Regions from separate parts of the Sus scrofa genome. Here region 2 is linked to region 1. A link is a contact called in public promoter capture Hi-C data. All regions are on one chromosome and are shown on one strand. Each heading gives the region's core, a stretch centred on a gene start, on an enhancer-like site or on the middle of the called end of the contact. The rest is flanking DNA. Distances are from core to core; before and after follow the strand shown.

The links. Promoter capture Hi-C pulls out the DNA fragments that hold promoters and counts their contacts.
Region 2: a contact with region 1 is called in a promoter capture Hi-C map of fetal skeletal muscle, with 6 times the contacts expected there. The contact joins the promoter of IGF2 here to the promoter of SYT8 in region 1. A contact is called at or near these places in 4 of 5 promoter capture datasets (fetal liver, fetal skeletal muscle, liver and 1 more), 11 of 47 Hi-C or Micro-C datasets (alveolar macrophages, blood, embryonic fibroblasts and 7 more) and 1 of 2 datasets of contacts at active chromatin or transcription factors (skeletal muscle).

What each region holds. Positions count from the first base shown.
Region 1 is chr2:1,244,167-1,249,706 of Sscrofa11.1, reverse strand. SYT8 (synaptotagmin-8) reads right to left here and starts at 3,719. Exons shown (of 11, transcript XM_021082508.1): 1 at 3,418-3,719; 2 at 3,087-3,196; 3 at 1,507-1,923; 4 at 1,235-1,401; 5 at 853-951; 6 at 648-729; 7 at 563-645; 8 at 323-490; 9 at 138-243; 10 at 1-42. The coding sequence starts at 3,719.
Region 2 is chr2:1,494,269-1,499,745 of Sscrofa11.1, reverse strand. IGF2 (insulin like growth factor 2) reads left to right here and starts at 3,592. Exons shown (of 5, transcript NM_213883.2): 1 at 3,592-3,720. INS (insulin) reads left to right here and starts at 1,905. Exons shown (of 3, transcript NM_001109772.1): 1 at 1,905-1,947; 2 at 2,109-2,311; 3 at 2,703-2,891. The coding sequence starts at 2,125. The coding sequence ends at 2,842. TH (tyrosine 3-monooxygenase) reads left to right here. Exons shown (of 13, transcript XM_021085452.1): 13 at 1-118.

The DNA.
Region 1 (5,540 bases), core at 2,470-4,969:
ACTTCCTCTGATTCAGCACAAGCTGGACCTTCACGAAGGGCTCTGGGCAAAGCGAGGGAGACCAGAGGGCGGTCTGGGTCTGAGGCCCGAGCCCAGGCTCCCCTCTGGCCCCGTGGAGGGGCCGGCCTGGCTCTCACCTGCCAGCCCCGGGCTCAGGCCTCGGGCCTCCAGCACCACCACGGTCAGCCGGCCGGAGCCGGGCACGTACCGGAGTGAGACGCACAGTTCACCCGTCTGCTCGGGCTGCGGGAGGGAGGGGGCCTCAGCTTCCCCAGCACAGCGGGTGGGGCACAGCTGAGGCCCGCGATCAATCCGATCTCACCTCAGGGGCGCTGGGTGGGCCCAGCGGGTGCCAGAGCTCCAGGACGTGCTGCAGGTCCACGGTGCCCAGCGGCAGGCTGAGCGCGCCCAGCGGCTCGGGCGGGGAGACGCCCCGGGAGTGCAGCACCTGCACCTGAAGGCTGGTCCGCGGCAGCTCTGCCGGCGGCACCTACAGGAGAGCGTGAGGCCCAGAGCCCCTCCGCCCGCCACCCCCTCAGCCTGCCGCCCGGCCCAGACTCACGTGGAAGGAGCAGATCTCGTCGAACACAGGGCAGCGTGTGCCACGGTGCACCTTTGTCTCGTGCGTGTGCCCAGCGGGGGGCAGAGGCTGACGCGGGCGTAGGGGTCTGCCGTGCCGCCTCTGCCCCCAGCCCGTAGGTCTGCTGCCTGCTTGAGGCCCACCCTGATCTAGGAGCCAGGGGTTGGTTCAGCCAGGGGCCCCTCCCCAGTCAGCATTCTGCTCCACTCCACCCAGCACCCACCCTTCACCCACCCCGCCCCCCGCCCCAGGTCTGCCAGCGGGTCCCTCACCTCCTGGCTTCTGAAGTCATACGCCAGGGACAGCAGCAGGCGCCCCCACTGCTGGGCGCCCCCGGAGTCAGCCTCCAGGTTATCCACATCGGGCTGCACCTGGGTGGCATGGCAGGGGCTGGTGACAGGCGCTGCGGGGACCGTGCCCCCATCCGAGCCCCGGCAGCGGGTCCAGGGCGGGTCAGACCTCCAGGCCAGGCGGCCAGAGGGCTCGCGCCCTTGGCCAGGCTCTAGTCCCCGCTCCGCCTCTCCCACCACCGCCTCCTCCAGAACCTCTGTGGTTCCCGTGGCCTGGCCCTCCCCCACCTTTGTCCACGGCCCCCCTTCCTGCGGCTGAGCGCTCCCCCAAGCCCGGAGCTTGAGCTGCATGCCTGCTTCTCACCAGGTGCGTGGTGGTGGTGCCACGGGCACTGCCTAGGCCCACAGCCTCCTTGTCTCTGGGCTTCTTCCTGTGGCGGCCGCGGTGGCAGCAGCAGATGACACAGAGCAGGCAGGAAATAACAAGGACCCCAACCACTACGGCGGTGGCAACCAGTGCCCAGTGGGGCCCTGGGGGAGGGGCGAAGAGACAGGCCTGAGCGGCATCTGGGGGCAGCAGCTGCCTCCCACCGGCCGGGCCACCCCCACACACCTCCTGGAGGTCCCGAGACTCACAGGGGATCCGGGCAACGAGGTCTGGAATGAGCCTGGGTACAGCCGTGGTGCCCGCCGGGGCTGGGGCGCTGGGGGTGCTGGGGGGGGCCCCATCTCCCTGCCCTGCTGGCTTGGAACAAATGGCCGGGGTGGCCAGGTCGCTGGTGAAGCCGGCCCCGGGGGCCCCTGCCCACCATCCCACCTGCCCAGCAGCAGCTCTGGGTTTGCCAGAACCAGGAGGCAGCCTGGGGTGGCCGGGGGCGAGGGTTCTGAGCGGAGCCAAGGTGAGGCTGGGCGCTGGCCCCCTCCCCCAGCCCCTGCACAGCCCAGCGGGTCCAGCCCTCCCTTGGTCCTCACCACAGGGCCTCCTCCTCCAGGAAGCCCCTCCCACCTGGCCTCCCCCCACCCCTGGGCCCTCCTGGGGGTCGCTGCTGGAGTCTCAACCCTGCCCCTGACCTTGGGCACACCGTGGTTTGCCAGTGACACGCGTGGCTCAGGTGCACACCTGTGGGTCCCGGGGCCGGAGGGACCAGGGAGTTTGGGGATGGGGGGGGTCTGCTGGGGTCATGGGGGGTGGGCGGGCGGGGAGTTGGGGGTGGCAGCCCGTGGGAGCTCGCCTGGGCAAGTCGGGGCTGAAGGCACCTTCCCCGTGTGGAGGAGGAGGTCGCGGTGGGGGCCCGCAGGGGGAGGGTGTGGCTGGGAGCGGCCGGAACGTTCTTGGCAAACAGAACAGTCCTGCCTACCTGCCTCGCCACGCTTCCCGGCTCGTGGGAGGGAGGGTGGGCCCTGCTCAGCCCACCTGCCTGGGGCCCGAGGAGGCTGGCTCTTCCCTCCCACAGCAGGGCCCCGGGGGTCCACCACCCTGGGACCCCAGGCCCACGTGCAGTCTCTGGCTCAGCCCCTCCTGGCCTCCCAACCTCCTGGGAGCATCGGCAGCAGGAGTCATGGTTCCTGCAAACCTGGGGCCTCCCCTGTGTCTCGAGCCCGCCCACCCTTTCCAGAAATAATCAGGCGTCCAAGCCGTCTCCCCTCACTCTGCAGCCCTGCCCATGCAGGTGCCGAGCATGGGGAAGGAGAGGAGGGAGCCCCCCCGTGATCTCAGAGATGCCCCCCACAAGGCACAGGTTTCAGAGTCCCGCTCCCAGCTACCCAACCGGCTCCGAGGAGGGCCACGGCTCCAAGTGGGTGTCCAGGCCCCGAGGGCTCTGCCTCCCAGGCCCTGCTCTGTCCCCCCACCCCTACCCTGGTGTCCCTACGAGGTCACAGACCGATGAGAGGTCTGAGGCTGGCAGCGAGGCAGAGGCCAGGCCTGGGGAGACACACCCCGAGGAAGGGACTTTGAGGCAGCCGTACACCGGACCCCGTGCTCAGGAGATAGGGCCCTGCTTGCTTCCGAGCGCCCGCCGCTGCCGACTTGAAATTCTAACCATGTTGGAACAAGAGGCTGCGTGGTTTCCGCACGGGCCCCGCCAGTTACGGAGCTGGTCCTGGGCGGGGAGTTGCTGGGTGAGACCCCCCAGAAATGGAGGTGGGGCTGCTCAGGGGACCCTCACTGGCCTTACACCCCCTCTGACCCCGGCCCGCTCTCCTGCCTCCACGACCTCCCAAGGTCACTTCCAGGTCAGCAGGGCGGCCCACGTGGCTGGCCGAGCGCCCCTGGTGGCAGCGGATGGCACAGGCTGGCCGGAGAGCTGAGGGTCCGTCGGGGTCCCTGGAGCAGCACGGGTTTGGGGGCAAATTCAGAGAGGCCTGGCTCCCGTGTGGGACTTAAAATCATTGACTGTCAGAGCCTCCGAGGGTTCTGGAATTAAAACAGCTTCCTTGGAGACGTTTATGGTTGAAAGGGCGGGATCGGCGGTCAGCGTAGAATTTCCACCTGTGTGCATGTGTGTGCACGCGCGCGTGTGTGCAATCCTGCTCGTGCGCACGCACCTGTGACTGTGCGTGGGTGCCTGCGCGGGCCTCTCCCCGCACCCCTGCTTCGTTGGCCTCTTCATCTGGGATTTTGCCGGGCGTAGGATGAGCGTCACGTCACAGGGACTGGGTGCTGCTGGCCTGGCAGGTTCCTGGGTCAGCCTGGTGAAGGTTGAGCCCAGAAGCACAGGGGCGCCTGGAAGCTGGCCTGAGAGGTCCCGCGTCCCCAGCACACCAGCCACCCGCGACGGGGCCGCTCGGGACGGTGGTCTGGTGGTGGTGAGGGTCCCGGCTGGCACACAGCCACCAGGTGGCGCCATCTCCTCCACTGGCCCCAGCTAGGCGTCTCCGCCCTGGGCCCAGGGTGCCTGGGCAAAGCTGGCAGGAGCCCCAGGTGGGCAGGTGGCCCAGGGGCGGCCGTCCAGGCCTGTGCGGACTGCCCAGTTCTCCCTGCCCCTATGCCATGCCTCTGGAAGCCCGGCTGCCCCTGGGCGGGACCTCTGCCCACCTCTCAGAAGGCAGGAAGTCCCTCCAGGCGGCTCCCTCTGTGGCCCAGCTGAGGAAAACCCTCTCCAGGTGCTAAGGCTGTTTTCCCAGCAAAAGGGGACAGGCGTCCTTCCTAAATGGAGTCCTGGGCCCCGCCGCCTCCCCAGGGCCCCCTCCCGGCCTTGCTGCTCCCGTCTCCCTCCTTCCGGGCAGGACACCTCCTTCTCACCGCATCCTGCACTGCCAAGCCCTGCTCCCCTCCTCCGGGCCCTCCCCGACCCCATTCCCATCCCACTGGGCCTTCGAGACCTGGGTGAGCCCCACCTCCTCCAGGAAGCCCTCCCTGGTCACTCCCGGCCCTCAGAACTGCGGGCAGTGGTGCTGGATTCCACCCTGTGCGCCCCCACCCCACCCCAGTCAGAAGGCCAGCACTCCTGGGGGACAGGCCTTCCCTGTCAGCCGGGGGGACAGGCGGCCCTGAAAGCCGGGCTAATGGACCCCTCCCACCTGTGGTTGAACTGGAACTTTCCATCCTTCGATGGGCCAGGGTTTCTCTGGGCCTCCCCCCGAAAAAGCAAGATCCCCCCAGGGAAGGAGCGGCAGCCCCCAGGTGCCACACTCTCTCACCTGATGCCTGTGCTTCCTGAAGCCCGCCCGCCGCCGGGCCTTCCCTAGGACCCTGGGCACTGGAGACCACGGCCGGGACAACTTTGCTCAGCCTGCGGTGACCGGGAGACTCTCCCTGGAGGGGGAGGGGGTGCAGGAGGCAGGGCTTCGGGGAGCCCCACCTCAGCCCGGAAATGCTGGCCCTTGGGAGCCGGGAACTCCCCTCGGGGAGGGATCCCCGAAGACCCAGGGGTGAGCTTCTGGGCCCGGGCCCACCTGCAGGGGCGGCCGCAGTCCTCCCAAGGCCTTGCCAGACGAGGTGCTGGCCCAGCTGCACTGACCCTGGATGGGGCAGCGGGAGGGAGGCAGGCCGGCCTTGATCTGCAGAGGCTCTGCACCCCCCGAGGGTGTCCTGAGTCACCGGACGTCGGGCGGGGGAGCCACTGGGACAGCACCCAGCAGGGAGTGTGTGCCGGCGGGCAGCCTGGCCGGGCGCCACTCTCAGTGGGCAACGACCTGGGCTTCCGGAACCCAGAGAACCTTCTGGAGGTCATCTGTCCACGCCTTTGCCCGTGGCTGGTGGAGCCTGTGGGCGGAAGTGCTGCTCTGGTCTCCCCTGAGTACCTCTTGCTTCGGCGGGCCCAGCAGGGCCTGTAATCCAAGCTCCCCCCGCCTTGGGCCAGTTTATCTGGTCCGGTCTCTCGGGATCCGGGCCCTCCCCTGGGCCCAGCTCTGAGTGGCCCCCCCAGGCCGGGGTGTCTCTCCAAAGCCATTCTCATTATCGTGGAGGTGGTTAATGCTTAGCCAGCCCGCTGGGCTTGTTGGGCCGGACTTCCAGGAGACCGGGCCCAGGTTCGGAGGCTGCTCTGGGGACCCGGCAGGTGAGATGTGTGCACACGCATGTGGCCGTGTGTGCCCAGGCTGGTCACGCGTGGCTCTGGAGGCTGGTGGCCCAGAGGGAGCGGGCCTGTCCCTTTGGGCACATGTCCTCCTGCACAAGGTGGGATCCCACCCAGGGATGGGGGTTTGGAAGAAGCCGTTCTGGGGCC
Region 2 (5,477 bases), core at 2,343-4,842, 250 kb before region 1:
ACCCCCCTGCTGGAGGGCGCCCTGCCACCCCTGCCGCTTCCCAGCTCTGCCTGCAGATGTCTTTGTGCTGCTTCTGCCCGCTGCCCATTTGCAATCTCAATAAAACAAAGAAACCCTCCGAGAACCCACCCAGGGTCTGCGTCTGCACGGGCTCAGGGGCCACGCACACAGCCCGCGGCCCCGGGCCCTCACCGACCCCGCCCGGCCCAGCTCAGAGGTTCCTTTGCTGCCCACCCTACCCCCCGTCCCCGCAGGCCTCGCCAGGCGGCCCTGGGTGACCTGCTCCCTAGGGTACCAGCCTGTGCTGAGCCTCGGGCAGCTCCAGAAGCTGGATGTCCTGGCTGCACTGTCCCACCTTGGTGGGTGGCAGCATGAAGGTGGGGGCCTGGCTGGCAGGAGCCCCACTAGGTCTAGGCTTGGGGGGCAGGCTCCCAGCTGTGGTCTTGGAGGTGGGACGGTGGGCTGGGCCTCCCCCAAAACCTGATGTGCCCCTAGGAGGAGGCCAGGGCTCCAGGGCCAGCCTGTGAGAGCAGGTAGGACAGGCAGATGACAGCTGCCTCTGACCCCCATTCCCCCACCCCCAGAGCCCCCGGGAAGGATCCCCAAATGTGTGCTGACAGAGAGAGTTCAGCTGAGCTGGCTCCCAGGTCACCTCTCTGGGTCTTGGTGCCCCCAGCATCTCCCAGGCTGGCCCAGCCCTGGGGGTGCCCCTCCCACCCTGCCCTGGGCCTTGCGGAGGACACCCTGGGCTCACTTCCCGCAGGATGTAAGCACCAGCCTATCTTCCAGGCCCTGCGCCCTCCCTGGGTGCCCCCCTCCTCCCCCTCCTACCTCCAGAGCCCTGACTCTAGGCTCTTAGGATGTCGGTCTTGGAAAACTCCTACTCATCCGTCAAGACCCTCCTGGGCAAACCCTTCCTTCCCAGCCCCCCACCCTGGATCTGTGCCCTTTCGGCCTTTGAGGCCACAAATGAGGCTGTTTCCAAAGGTTGGAGGCCCCTGGGAAGGGCTGACGGCCGGCCTCCTCCCCTCCAACCCCTGGGCCCTGGGCTCTGCCCTCATCCAGTCTCCTGCCTTGCACACCCTCTCATAGAGGCCCCCAGATCTTCCCTGGCTGCAGACGGGCCTCAGGACCCCCTGCTGTCCTGGGAAGCCAGGGCCCAGCTCCTTCCTCCGCGTGGGGTGGGGCCTCCCCACAGGGGCCTGTCCCGGGGGGGTGGGTACCAGAGGGTCCCCCCCGCCCATGGGACAGCGAAGGGAAGCAGTATGTCGTGGGGCCGGGTCTGAAAGGGGTCAGCAGCAGGGAGGGGCAGGGGCTCCAGGAGGCAGGGCCACTGAGCGGTACCTGGTGGGGGGAGGTGGTGGGGCCACACCCAGGAGTCCTGTGCCCCCCCCACTCCCGCCGTTGGAGATGAGAAGCAGGGGCCAGCCTGCGGGTCCCTGAGTTCAGCGCCCCCCCCCCCCACCGCCGCAGCAGCCCGGGGTCTCAGCAGGCTGCTGTGCTGGGGGCGGGGGCGCTTATGGGGCCGGGAGCAGCCCCCCCCCACGGCTTCGGAGCATCTCTGGGGCCTCAGGGATGGACCGGGGTCTGCAGGCAGGTGTCCTCTCGCGCCCCCACTCCCTGGGCTATAACGTGGAAGATGCGGCCCAAGCCCGGGCGGTTTGGCCTTTGTCCCCAGCCAGTGGGGACAGCCTGGCCCTCAGGCCGCTCGTTAAGACTCTAATGACCTCAAGGCCCCCAGAGGCGCTGATGACCCACGGAGATGATCCCGCAGGCCTGGCAGCAGGGAAATGATCCAGAAAGTGCCACCTCAGCCCCCAGCCATCTGCCACCCACCTGGAGGCCCTCAGGGGCCGGGCGCCGGGGGGCAGGCGCTATAAAGCCGGCCGGGCCCAGCCGCCCCCAGCCCTCTGGGACCAGCTGCGTTCCCAGGCCGCCGGCAAGCAGGTCTGTCCCCCTGGGCTCCCGTCAGCTGGGTCTGGGCTGTCCTGCTGGGGCCAGGGCATCTCGGCAGGAGGACGTGGGCTCCTCTCTCGGAGCCCTTGGGGGGTGAGGCTGGTGGGGGCTGCAGGTGCCCCTGGCTGGCCTCAACGCCGCCCGTCCCCCAGGTCCTCACCCCCCGCCATGGCCCTGTGGACGCGCCTCCTGCCCCTGCTGGCCCTGCTGGCCCTCTGGGCGCCCGCCCCGGCCCAGGCCTTCGTGAACCAGCACCTGTGCGGCTCCCACCTGGTGGAGGCGCTGTACCTGGTGTGCGGGGAGCGCGGCTTCTTCTACACGCCCAAGGCCCGTCGGGAGGCGGAGAACCCTCAGGGTGAGCCGAGGGGGCGTCCCGGGAGCGGTCGGGGGAGTTTTTAAGGAGGAAATTGGTAAAAGTGACCAACTCCCTGGGAGCTGAGCCCAGAGACACCCCTCCCACGCCCCGGTCCCGCTCGAGAAGCCCCCCTTCCCTCCCCTCCTCCCGAGGCGGCTCCAGGGAGGAATCTTACGGAGTCAAGGCCCGGGTGCCGCTGGTCTCCGAGTGACATGGCCGTGGTGTCCCGTCTGCCGGCCCACATGCCCGTGGGAGATGCCCCATCCCCCTGGGAGGGGGCCCCGTGCCGGGCAGGCAGCGGGAGGCCCAGGACCGGCGGCTGCTGCGGCTTCCACTCCAGGGTGGGCGGGGTGGGGGGTGGCTGTCTCTGTGTGACCGGCTCTCCCCGCAGCAGGTGCCGTGGAGCTGGGCGGAGGCCTGGGCGGCCTGCAGGCCCTGGCGCTGGAGGGGCCCCCGCAGAAGCGTGGCATCGTGGAGCAGTGCTGCACCAGCATCTGTTCCCTCTACCAGCTGGAGAACTACTGCAACTAGGCCGCCCCTGAGGGCGCCTGCTGCTCCCCGCACCCCAAAACCCAATAAAGTCCTGAATGAGCCCGGCCGAGTCCTGTGGTCTGTGTGGCCTGGGGCGGGGGCCCTGGTGGGGGAGGGGCCAGAAGGCTGTGGGGGGCCTGCCTGCGACCCCTCTCTGCTCTCGCCACATCGGCTGCTCTAAGCTTCCTCCACATGCATCGGGTGCCCACAGGCACATGGGCACCGGGGGACCAGGGCCCAGGGCAGGGCCCTTCAATGTGGCGAGCTCTGGTTTTCAGGGCTCCAGACACCCCCTCCTGGGTGCCCACTGCTGCACAGGGTCACTCTGAGGGTCACAGGGCACCCACCCAGACTGCTCTTGGGCACACAAAATAGCCCAGGGGCTTCTTGGGCTGGCTGCGGTCTGGGAGGTCAGAGAGTGACCCCGCGGGACCAAGACCTGGCCAGCCTGCCAGTCGCCCAGGCCAAACCAATCTGCACCTTTGCTGAAGGTTCCACCCGGGCCAGCACTGGGGGCGGCCGGGCCTAGAGCTGGGCGCCCGGGCCCCAGGGACTGCACACCCGCCAGAGGTGGGCCTGAGGGGTGGCAGCAGGCTCTCCGCCTGGGACCCAGCCAGCTGGGCAGCTCACCTCTCAACACGAGGCTCTCACCTGTGTCGTCCCCTCCCCACGGCCACACAGACACCCCTGGGGAGAAGTCACAGGCCCCCAGCAGGCCCCGCCCCTGGAGAGGAGGCCAGGGCTGGGCAGGCGGGTGGCCGGCCGGACACTGGACCCGGAAGGGGGGTAGGCGGCTGGGATGAGTGGCGAGCTGTCCATGGGAGCACCCAGCGGCCCCATTGGCACCAGTACAGGCAGGGGCACCTGCAGCAGCTGAGGTACGTGGGGTCCCCGGACTGGTTGGTGTCCGGCTGCCCTCTGGGAGGCAGCGGGCTGAGCTTGTGGTCCTGCCAACCAGGGAGACCCGTGACCACCCTGCTGCTTCCCCTCCCCCCCAGGGCCAGCAGACTCCTTTGGGACTCGGGGCCCCTGAGCCGCCCCCACTCGCAGGACTCACGGGGTGTGCGGTCCTGGGTGAGTGGGGGCTTGGGAGAGGGTCACTCTTGTCCGTCGGGTGGGGAAGGCTGAGAGTCATGGTGTGACAGCGCCCTCGGCCTGCCGGGTGGGGGGTCTCCCTTCTCCCGAGCCCAGATCCAGCCCTGAGACCCTGTATGCTCCCCACGAGCCTTGCCCGCCGGCCCTTGGGCCCAGTGACATGCTTTGGCACAGGTGGGGAGGGGGCTCTCCCACGGACGAGGTCACGCAGGGAAGGAGAGGCGGCTGCCCAGGGACACCTGGGGCCTGGGTTCAGACCTGGCCTCTTGCTCAGCAGCCCCCTGGGCGTTGAAGCCCAGAGGGCCCTGCTTCCCTGAGATCCCCCGTCACCCGCAGAAGCCAGGCCCACAGGCCTTGGCTCAGCCCCTCCACCCAGGCCCACGTTCCGCCCCTTCTGGGAACTGGAGGACAGCCCGCCCTCGCCCTCGGACCTGGCTTCGTTTGCCCTGGCATCTGGCAGTGGCCGGCAGCTGCGTTCAGCCCTGGATGACACCCTGGCGTGAGCGGTGGGTCCCCGTGCTGAGGGCAGCCCCCACACACGTCCTGCTCACTTGCCTTGTGTCTGCTCCGCATCCCGTCATCACACATGCCATGCTGGGGCACCGTAGCGCCTTGCCCTGTGTGGCACTGTGGCACTGTGTTCCTGATGGGAAGACTGAGGCTGGGGTCAGGCCCGCTGCTGCCCACCCTCTAAGGACATTCTGCCGGTGCAGCTGCCTCCAGGCTGGCCCCCCGGATTGCATCTGCTTCTGGCACGGATGAACTGGCACCTCTGCCTGACCATTAGGGCTGTATTTGCCTTCTCCTGTTGGCAGTAAATATTTACTGTCCTCCCTGTCCTCCAGGCCGGAGCAGATCCTGAGGGGCATGGGAGGTGGACACAAAGGTGCCCAAGCAGCCCCCTGCTCTTGAGGGCCCAGTGTCTGGTGGGGGCCAGCCTGGGAAGGAGGAGCGAGACTAGGAACCAGAGGCCTGTGTTCCTGGAAAAGGCCCCCTGGCAGAGTTCCGGCTGGTGTGTGTCCAGCTAGGCTGTGAGTCTTCAAACTGGGGAGCCCGGCCCCTGGACCCAGGCAGGGCTGCACCCCTGGTGCCAGTGCTTCACTGGGTGGGCACCTGTCCCCACCAGGCAAGGTGGTCCGAGCGGTCATTCACAGACAGAACCAGCAGAGGGCGCCAAAGCCCCACTTTTGACAAACTCCCCTTCGCCCTGAGCCGAAAGTCCAGGCGGCAGGTGGACCTCTCTGCAGGGCTCTGCCACCCCTGCTGCCGCTTGCCAGCACTCACAGGGGCTGCGGGGGGTGCCCAACAGGCCGGCTACCCTGAGCTCTGGAGGCGATGGAGTTTAGGAGGGAACGAGGGGACTCCTGGGGGTGACTTTCTTCAGCGCCCACATTGCGGCCCAGCAAACCGAGGCTGGAGGAGGCCGGGCACCTGTGCCCAGCTGGAGCCTTTGCTGAGGGTCTCCAAGGCCTGGGGAAATTGAGGCTGGGGGCTGGGGGGTGTCACTGTCGGGCCAGGAGGCCCCTCGCTCTGATTGGAG